2 separate regions of the Hordeum vulgare genome follow, and region 1 is linked to region 2. Evidence: chromatin contacts called from public Hi-C data. All regions are on one chromosome and are shown on one strand. Each heading gives the region's core, a stretch centred on a gene start, on an enhancer-like site or on the middle of the called end of the contact. The rest is flanking DNA. Distances are from core to core; before and after follow the strand shown.

The links. A called contact is a pair of places that touch in the nucleus more often than the background predicts.
Region 1: a Hi-C map of seedling shows a contact between it and region 2, with 2.3 times the contacts expected there. The contact joins the promoter of LOC123399162 here to the promoter of LOC123399155 in region 2. A contact is called at or near these places in 2 of 6 Hi-C or Micro-C datasets (leaf and seedling) and 1 of 1 datasets of contacts at active chromatin or transcription factors (embryo).

What each region holds. Positions count from the first base shown.
Region 1 is chr5H:472,911,672-472,915,168 of MorexV3_pseudomolecules_assembly, reverse strand. It overlaps LOC123399162 (serine/threonine-protein kinase D6PK-like), which reads right to left and starts at 1,282. Exons shown (of 3, transcript XM_045093591.1): 1 at 1,026-1,282.
Region 2 is chr5H:472,741,062-472,744,517 of MorexV3_pseudomolecules_assembly, reverse strand. It overlaps LOC123399155 (cellulose synthase-like protein E6), which reads left to right and starts at 1,716. Exons shown (of 7, transcript XM_045093580.1): 1 at 1,716-2,195. The coding sequence starts at 1,924.

The sequences.
Region 1 (3,497 bases), core at 33-2,532, 170 kb before region 2:
TATAGTATCAATTCACCGAAACAGAACCGGAAAGGGGATCAGAAATATTCCAGGAAATCCAAACCACCAGGTAAAATCGACAGAAACAACAACCTAGACCGGACAAGCCGAGCAGAAAAGAAAGAAATCGCCACACAGAAAGAGAAAGGGGAGGGGGGAATCTTTCTGAGGATCCTCCATCCATGAGAGAGACCAGGAAGTCACCTGCAGACAGGCTCACACACAAGCTACTAGTACAACTGAGCGCTCCGCAGATCCATCCACCCGGCCGCCGCCCCTGCCACCCCGCCGCATCCCAAAAGGCGCCGCGCCAGAGAAGAGAAGAGAAGGGTATGGGAGAGAAGAGAGGGGAGAGGGCAGAAAGAAATCACAACCGGAGCTGAGGCAGCATCTCCCACAAAAATAGGGCGGAGTGGGCCAGAACCGCGGGGATTAATAACAAAAGGGAATCTTTAAGATATCCCCAAAGGAAAGAGGCGAGGGAAGGGAAGGGAAAGGGGGAGGAAGGAGGGAGCATTGCAACCTGGCACAGCTGCGAGCTCGTCACAAGGCGCGCGCGCACATCCCTTTGCCTTTCCCTTCCCCTTCCCGCAAAGGAAGAAGCAGGCAGGCAGGCATGATGGGGCGCGCGCGCCATGGATCATATGAGCCACAGCGCGGCGGCAAGCACACATGCGGTGTCGCGCGTACGTACTACAAGGCATGACATCCACATCCACATCCACATCCACATCAGGGCATGGGGGGGCGCTCACTCCAGCGTAGCGCCCCCATTGAATGCAAGCGAGCAGGCAGGCAGGCGAGCAACGGAAAGAAGGAAAGGGAACGAGGGGGGAAATGTTTTTTTAATAATGAATGAAAGGGGGGGCGGGATTGGATCTGGAGAGTGATGGGCGGCGCCGCGGATCAAGAAGAACAAGCGAGCGCCCACATCCCTGCACCACCTGAGGAAAATGACGCCGCCCCTAAATCCCTAGAATCAAGCAGCAACGGCGGGGCCGTGGCCGGGGAGGCGGCGTACGTACCTTAGGAGGAGCGCGTGGCGGCGGGTCGGGGGAGAGGGGACGCTGCGGCGGCGGCGGCGGCGGCGGCGGGATATTCCTCGTCTCCGCCCATGTGCGTGTGCGGGCGAGCAATGGCGGAGGGAGGGAACTGGATGGAGGTGGGGGCGGGCGGAGTGGCGAGAGTACTAATTGGTGTGGGGATTCATCCGGGCAAGGAAGGGGGAGGGAGGGAGGGAGAGCTGCTGGCGCTGGGTCAGTGTGGCTGCAAAGAGACAAGTGCTTGTGGGGGAAGGGAAGGGAAGGGTCAAAGATGATGGTAGTGGTGAAAAGCTGGGCTTTTGGGGCGCATAAACTAGAGACTAGAGAGCGGTTGATGATGATGATGGTGGTGGTGAGTAATTAAATTTAAACCTCCCTGGCTGGGGCTGGGTTAGGGTGGGTGGGGGGTACGGCGTGCAGGGCGTGGTCTCCCTCTCGCTCGCCCTTTTTCCCTCGGACCGAGACGAGACGAGACGGGACTCCCGTGCCCAACGTCCCCTGATGTGGGCTATGGTGCTGGAGATCTGGAATGGCGGTGGAGGTCCCTCCCATCCTGACCGTCCGCTCTTGTAATTAGGGTTCCAGGGGGGGTATTTGTGCGCGTGCTGTAATTCTAATTTGGAAGCGTTGATCTAAAAGTTTGCACTGCTGTAGAAACAGGGTCATTCGACCAATGCGATAGGGCCTATCCATTCGTATCAGGGAATCGTTTTCCACCCGCGCCCCGGTCGTCCCTCGCGCGCAGCCCCTTGTAACATTTTTTTCACCCACGTGTTTCACTGGTCAATGGATGCAACATTTGTCGTTCAAATTTGTAGCAACCAGCATCATTTTTGCTGCAAGCATTTTTTTACTATTTTTTGTTCCAGTAAAAAAACTGCATATACGTTTGGTTGCAACTTCAGTTCGTCGGATTTTTCGTTTTTTTACTTTTGCTACAACCATGTTATTTTTTGCTACAACCGGCATCATGTTTTGCTGCAACCGTTCACTAAAAAAGTTGCATACACGTCACCTAAATATTTGCTACAACCGGCGTTTGACTTTTGCTACCACATACCATCAGCTTCATTTTTTTGCTACGATCACGCAGATATTTTTTTTGCTACAAATTTTATTTTTTGTTGCAACCGTTGAAAAAATTGCTGTATCGCATCGAAATTTTGCTGCATAGAAGAAAAAATGTTGCATGCGGATCCAACGGTGCGGACGCGCGGGGGTTGGTGGATCCTGCGGCCCGCGCGCGGCCGGCCGAAAGTTTGGGCCGCGCGCCGGCGCAGATCACTCCCCTTCCTATTATGTTATAATTCCTCGATGGTTGAACACTTTTTTCATCATTACTTTTCATAATAAATTACTTCCTCCGTACGAAATTACTTATCACATAAATAAATAGAAATAAAGTATTTAAAACTAAAATGTATCTAGATACATCCATTCTTATGACAAGTATTTTGAACGACGGGAGTATATAAAAAAAAGGAGTTGATAGAGCACGGAAAATGCAAAGGAAGAAGAAGGGGGGTGCCATCATATTCCATTGTCCTCGCGAACAAGAGGTTGCACTTGCACGAGGAACATCGTCACCATAGACGAGGGCTCCAACCAGACGAGACCATCCATGATGCCTTGACGCTATATGCGTAGCCCAAGAGCAACGGGCAACCGAGTCCACATTCATGCAAAGAGCCACATGCAATCGAGGCTACAACAACAACAACACCGTGTGTGAAGCCTAAGGGCATCAAGGAGCAGAGTCCACACCTAGATCGCTTCACCATGCACACCTACCATCAATATCGTAAAAGGTAAATTTTGGCACCACCAGCACGAGCAGGGAAGGAGAGCTATGACAGCCACACACGAGCCACTTGTCTCTCCACGACGCCAGCCAGCCGACAAGCAGAGGGGCTCCACATCGATGCCCCAAGGAGGGGAGTGATGCTCGAAAAAGACCTCGATGGGTCCGGAAGGACCTGAGGTTTCCCTCGGAGACTCGCTCACCAAGAGGAAGTGGCGCAACTGCATCGAACAATGTTTTTATGGAGGGGTGCGATACTCGAAGGTGCCACCATCGTTGACTCCAACATGGAGATGGAAATGGGCTTTCGCCCGGATTGCCACACATGACAACCGCCTACACCCAGACTTCCACAAGCATCACTAACAAAGCTGACCTCCAGAATCTCGACCACCCCATGTACTAGAACCATCGCTAGTAGTAGAACCACCGCCACAACATCACACCACCGACCTGCCCACCCCACGTGTTCCACGAGCACCGTCGGCACGAATTGAATTGGATGTCGGGGACCATATTCGCCAAACCTTGAGGTGCCCCATAGCTCAAACACGTCTCCACAACCCACTGGAGCCGCCACTCCAAATCTAAGGGTTACAAAAGCTACCGCCACCGCACTAGTCAGTTGTCCTCCCCTTGAGCACGACAGGCGA
Region 2 (3,456 bases), core at 467-2,966:
TTTTAACGCACGGAGTATTTTTTGGGCGCATGTTGGAGATGCTATGACAACGCAATAAAAAAAACCTTATCCTCCCCCGCGCCGCCCCTCCTCTGGCGACCCGGGGGAACCCCCCAACGCGTCGCCGAGTTCGGCCCCTCCCTCCCGCCAGCCTAGCCGCCACCCGAGGACGCCGCTGGCGAAGGCCGCGCACGCTCCAGTGAAGGTGGTGGCCGGGCGCTTTCTCCTCCCGTCCTTTCCTTCGCTCAAGGAGGGGCGACGCGCCATGCTGGATCTGGAGGCCGTGCTCGGGGTCAGGCGGCGGCGGCTGGCCCGTCGGCGACTGAGGGGTGGTGGTTGGTCCGTCTGCGCAGAGGTGGTGGCTGGCCCGTCTGTGCAGAGGTGGTGTCGGAGGCTTCGTGTGTGGGGCATCTTGGGGCGGCACGGCAGTGCTCCCAGGCACCAGATGGCGTGGATCTGACGAGGCCACGACGGCTATCTTAGCCGACAGGCGGCGCAGGTCATGATGGTGGCTCCTGCGTGGCCATGGCGTGATGGCTTGGTGAGAGGCGTGCTAGCTAGTGGAGGTGTTGTGCGTGGGGTTGTGGTGTTGATCGAGAGGTGCTCCGGGCGAAAGCTTGCCGGGCAAGAGTTTGCCGGCGGATGGTACCGACGCCTGTGGATGCTGTCTAACCTTCTTGGAGGCACCGTTGAGGAGTTCTCTTCCTGCACACCCTCGGATCCAGGTCTTCGGGTGAAAACATTAGCCCCGGTTGGGTCGGACGACGGCGTCGGCATCGTCGCTTCCTCCTTGGTGGTGTCGTCTTGAAGAACTTTGGATCTCGTTTGCACTCTCCAGGGTCTAGACGCTCGCGACATTGCGATCGGATGGGGCTCGTCCGGTAATGTGGTTGATCTGCGTAGCTTCTTGTGTGGCAACGATGGCCCCTTCAAGCGGAGCAGGATTTGTTGTTGGGCTTTGGTAGTCGGTCTCATCCGGCGTGTTCGAGGGGTCGCCGTGCCTCTCTTGTCTTCTGAAGTCGGAGCTGTTTGAGGAGGAACCTTGCGGCAACGATGACGTGAAGACGGATGGTCGGTTCTGGCGCTGGCTCGGCGCAGGTCCAGTGCTTTTTATCCTACAATGCTCGTCGGCTGAGTCGAAGCTGCCTGGTCGCTGGCGCGTGTGGTGGACTGTTTGGCGTTGTCCGACGCAGGCCTCTACGCTCGTCTGCGGTGGAGGTTACATCGGTGGTCGTCGATGGTGAAGTCGAAGTCGCCCTCGCGGAGGCGTGATGACGATGACGCTGGAGTACAACCTCGACGGAGCTCTTCCCCTTGACGGCGTGTATGCGTTTTTGTGTAGGTTGCCACGTCGCCCTGTGTGCCTTGTTATGGCGGACGCATTGTGACGGTTTTAGCCTGGTTATTCGATTATTAACCGGACAACTTTCTTCGACCTTTTTTTAATGAGATCGGTAGGGAGCGTGCTTTAAAAAAAAAGAACAATGTTGGGTTGAGTCAGTCACACAGGGACAGTGGCGGCCGTGAATGGACTCAGAGCCGTGCACTGCGCCAGGACCAGGAGACCGCCGCCACGTGCACGTAACGCAGGCGCACGTTTACGATGGCATCGCAGCACAACACAGAGCGAGCCCAGAGCGAACCGTGTCCTCTTATGGCCATGCGCGGGCGGGTGGCCCCTGGCCACTGGCCAGTTAGACGCGATACGATGGAGCACGCACGGCACCGCACGGTCCATGGACCCATCCAACCATCGAGAGAGCTGGACCGGCCGGCTAGCCGCTAGCGTCACTGCTGATTGCAAGGCCGCCTCCTCCGCGACCATATATGCGCGTACGCGAGCGCGCTCGGCGCCTCCAGCCTCCATACAAGCGTTTGACACAGCTCGACGAGAGAGCTTGAGAGAGTGAGCCAGTGGCAGAGATGGAGGAGAAGGCCACTCGTCTTCGTCTGTTCGAGACGGAGACGCACGGGGGGCGCGCGGCGTACAGGCTCCACGCCGTCACGGTGGCCGCGGGGGTCCTCATGCTGCTCTATTACCGGGCGACGCGCGTGCCGGCCGCCGGCGAGGGCAGGGCGGCGTGGCTGGGCATGCTGGCGGCGGAGCTCTGGTACGCCGCCTACTGGGCCGTCACGCAGTCCGTCCGCTGGAGCCCCGTCCGCCGCCGCCCCTTCAAGGACCGGCTCGCCGCCAGGTACGTACGACCACGAACCACGTCCGTCCGCCCGTCCGTGTTACGACCGGCCGACGACCCACGAACGGCATGATCGATCGAGGGAGATGGATGGCACGCGGTTTTCTTCTTCTTTTCTTCTTTGATTTGAAGCAAGAGATAGTGTCATGCAGATGCGCGCAGGCGTACGTACGTGTTTGCGTTTCCCTTGTTAACTACTGTACTACTACTACTAGTCTGGTCCTTAATCCGTACGTAGCTGTGGTGATACGTCGTCGTCGGACCTACTCCTGTTGATGTGGCGACGAGGAGTACAGTACGTTTTTCATCACCGGGAGTGGGAGTAGAGCTTGTGTAGCACGAGCACGAGAGGTCTGCTCGTCATGCCTTGTGTAACGGCTGCCGGGCAGGACAGCTTTGCTTATTTATTACCGTACGTGCGAGGCAGCGGTCAGCCAGAACGGCAGTAATTAATGGCGTCCAGCGCACGGGAAACTGCCTAGCTAGTCAGCACGTCAGCTGCAATGGATGCAGAACAGACGTGTGCTGTCGTGGCATGACAGCACTGCTGGACGCCGGTAGCTACACGACCACACGAGTGCTGCTGCCGCCGCCGCCTCCAGTGTAGCGCGGCGTACCGATTAGTTTTGCTGGCCTCGTGCACCACGCGGTCCACGCCGAGGCGGACTTGCACGGCCGCGTACGTCAACGCCCAAAAACGATCTTTGGTTAATGCATGGACTGTGTGCCAACGAGAAGGCGACATCTCATCAGTTTCATGCACAACAAGATGGTATGAGTTTCTGTTTCTATTTTTTACTTTCCGACAACATTCCTTAATTTCGACAAGATATATGGGAAATACAAGAGCAGTTGGTTAGGACTTCCGGGAAATAGTGCTTCACAACACTGCAACGACTAATGTTTTAAGATTTCTAAGCCAGTTTTTTGGTAGGCTTCTAGTGGTTTTCCACCTGGTGGATATTAAAAAGAGATTACTGCCATCTGATCACTAGTGGACTCGGCTCAAACGACAAGCAGCTGTTCGATTATGTTGCCCCAAGAAAACAAACAATCTAAAGTAATAAGATGCGCAATTTGTCATAATTCGAATGGAACCAGGCCCATAATCTGCAGTTTTGCACAGTACATGGAGGCTTGGACTTCACCGACTGACGTAGAAAGCCAGTGCGATTTCGGGTTGGAAAAACGACTGAGACCGCCAAAGAAAAAAAGTTTGATTACGTGAGAATTAGCAAAGGCGATAAAATATAGCTAATTA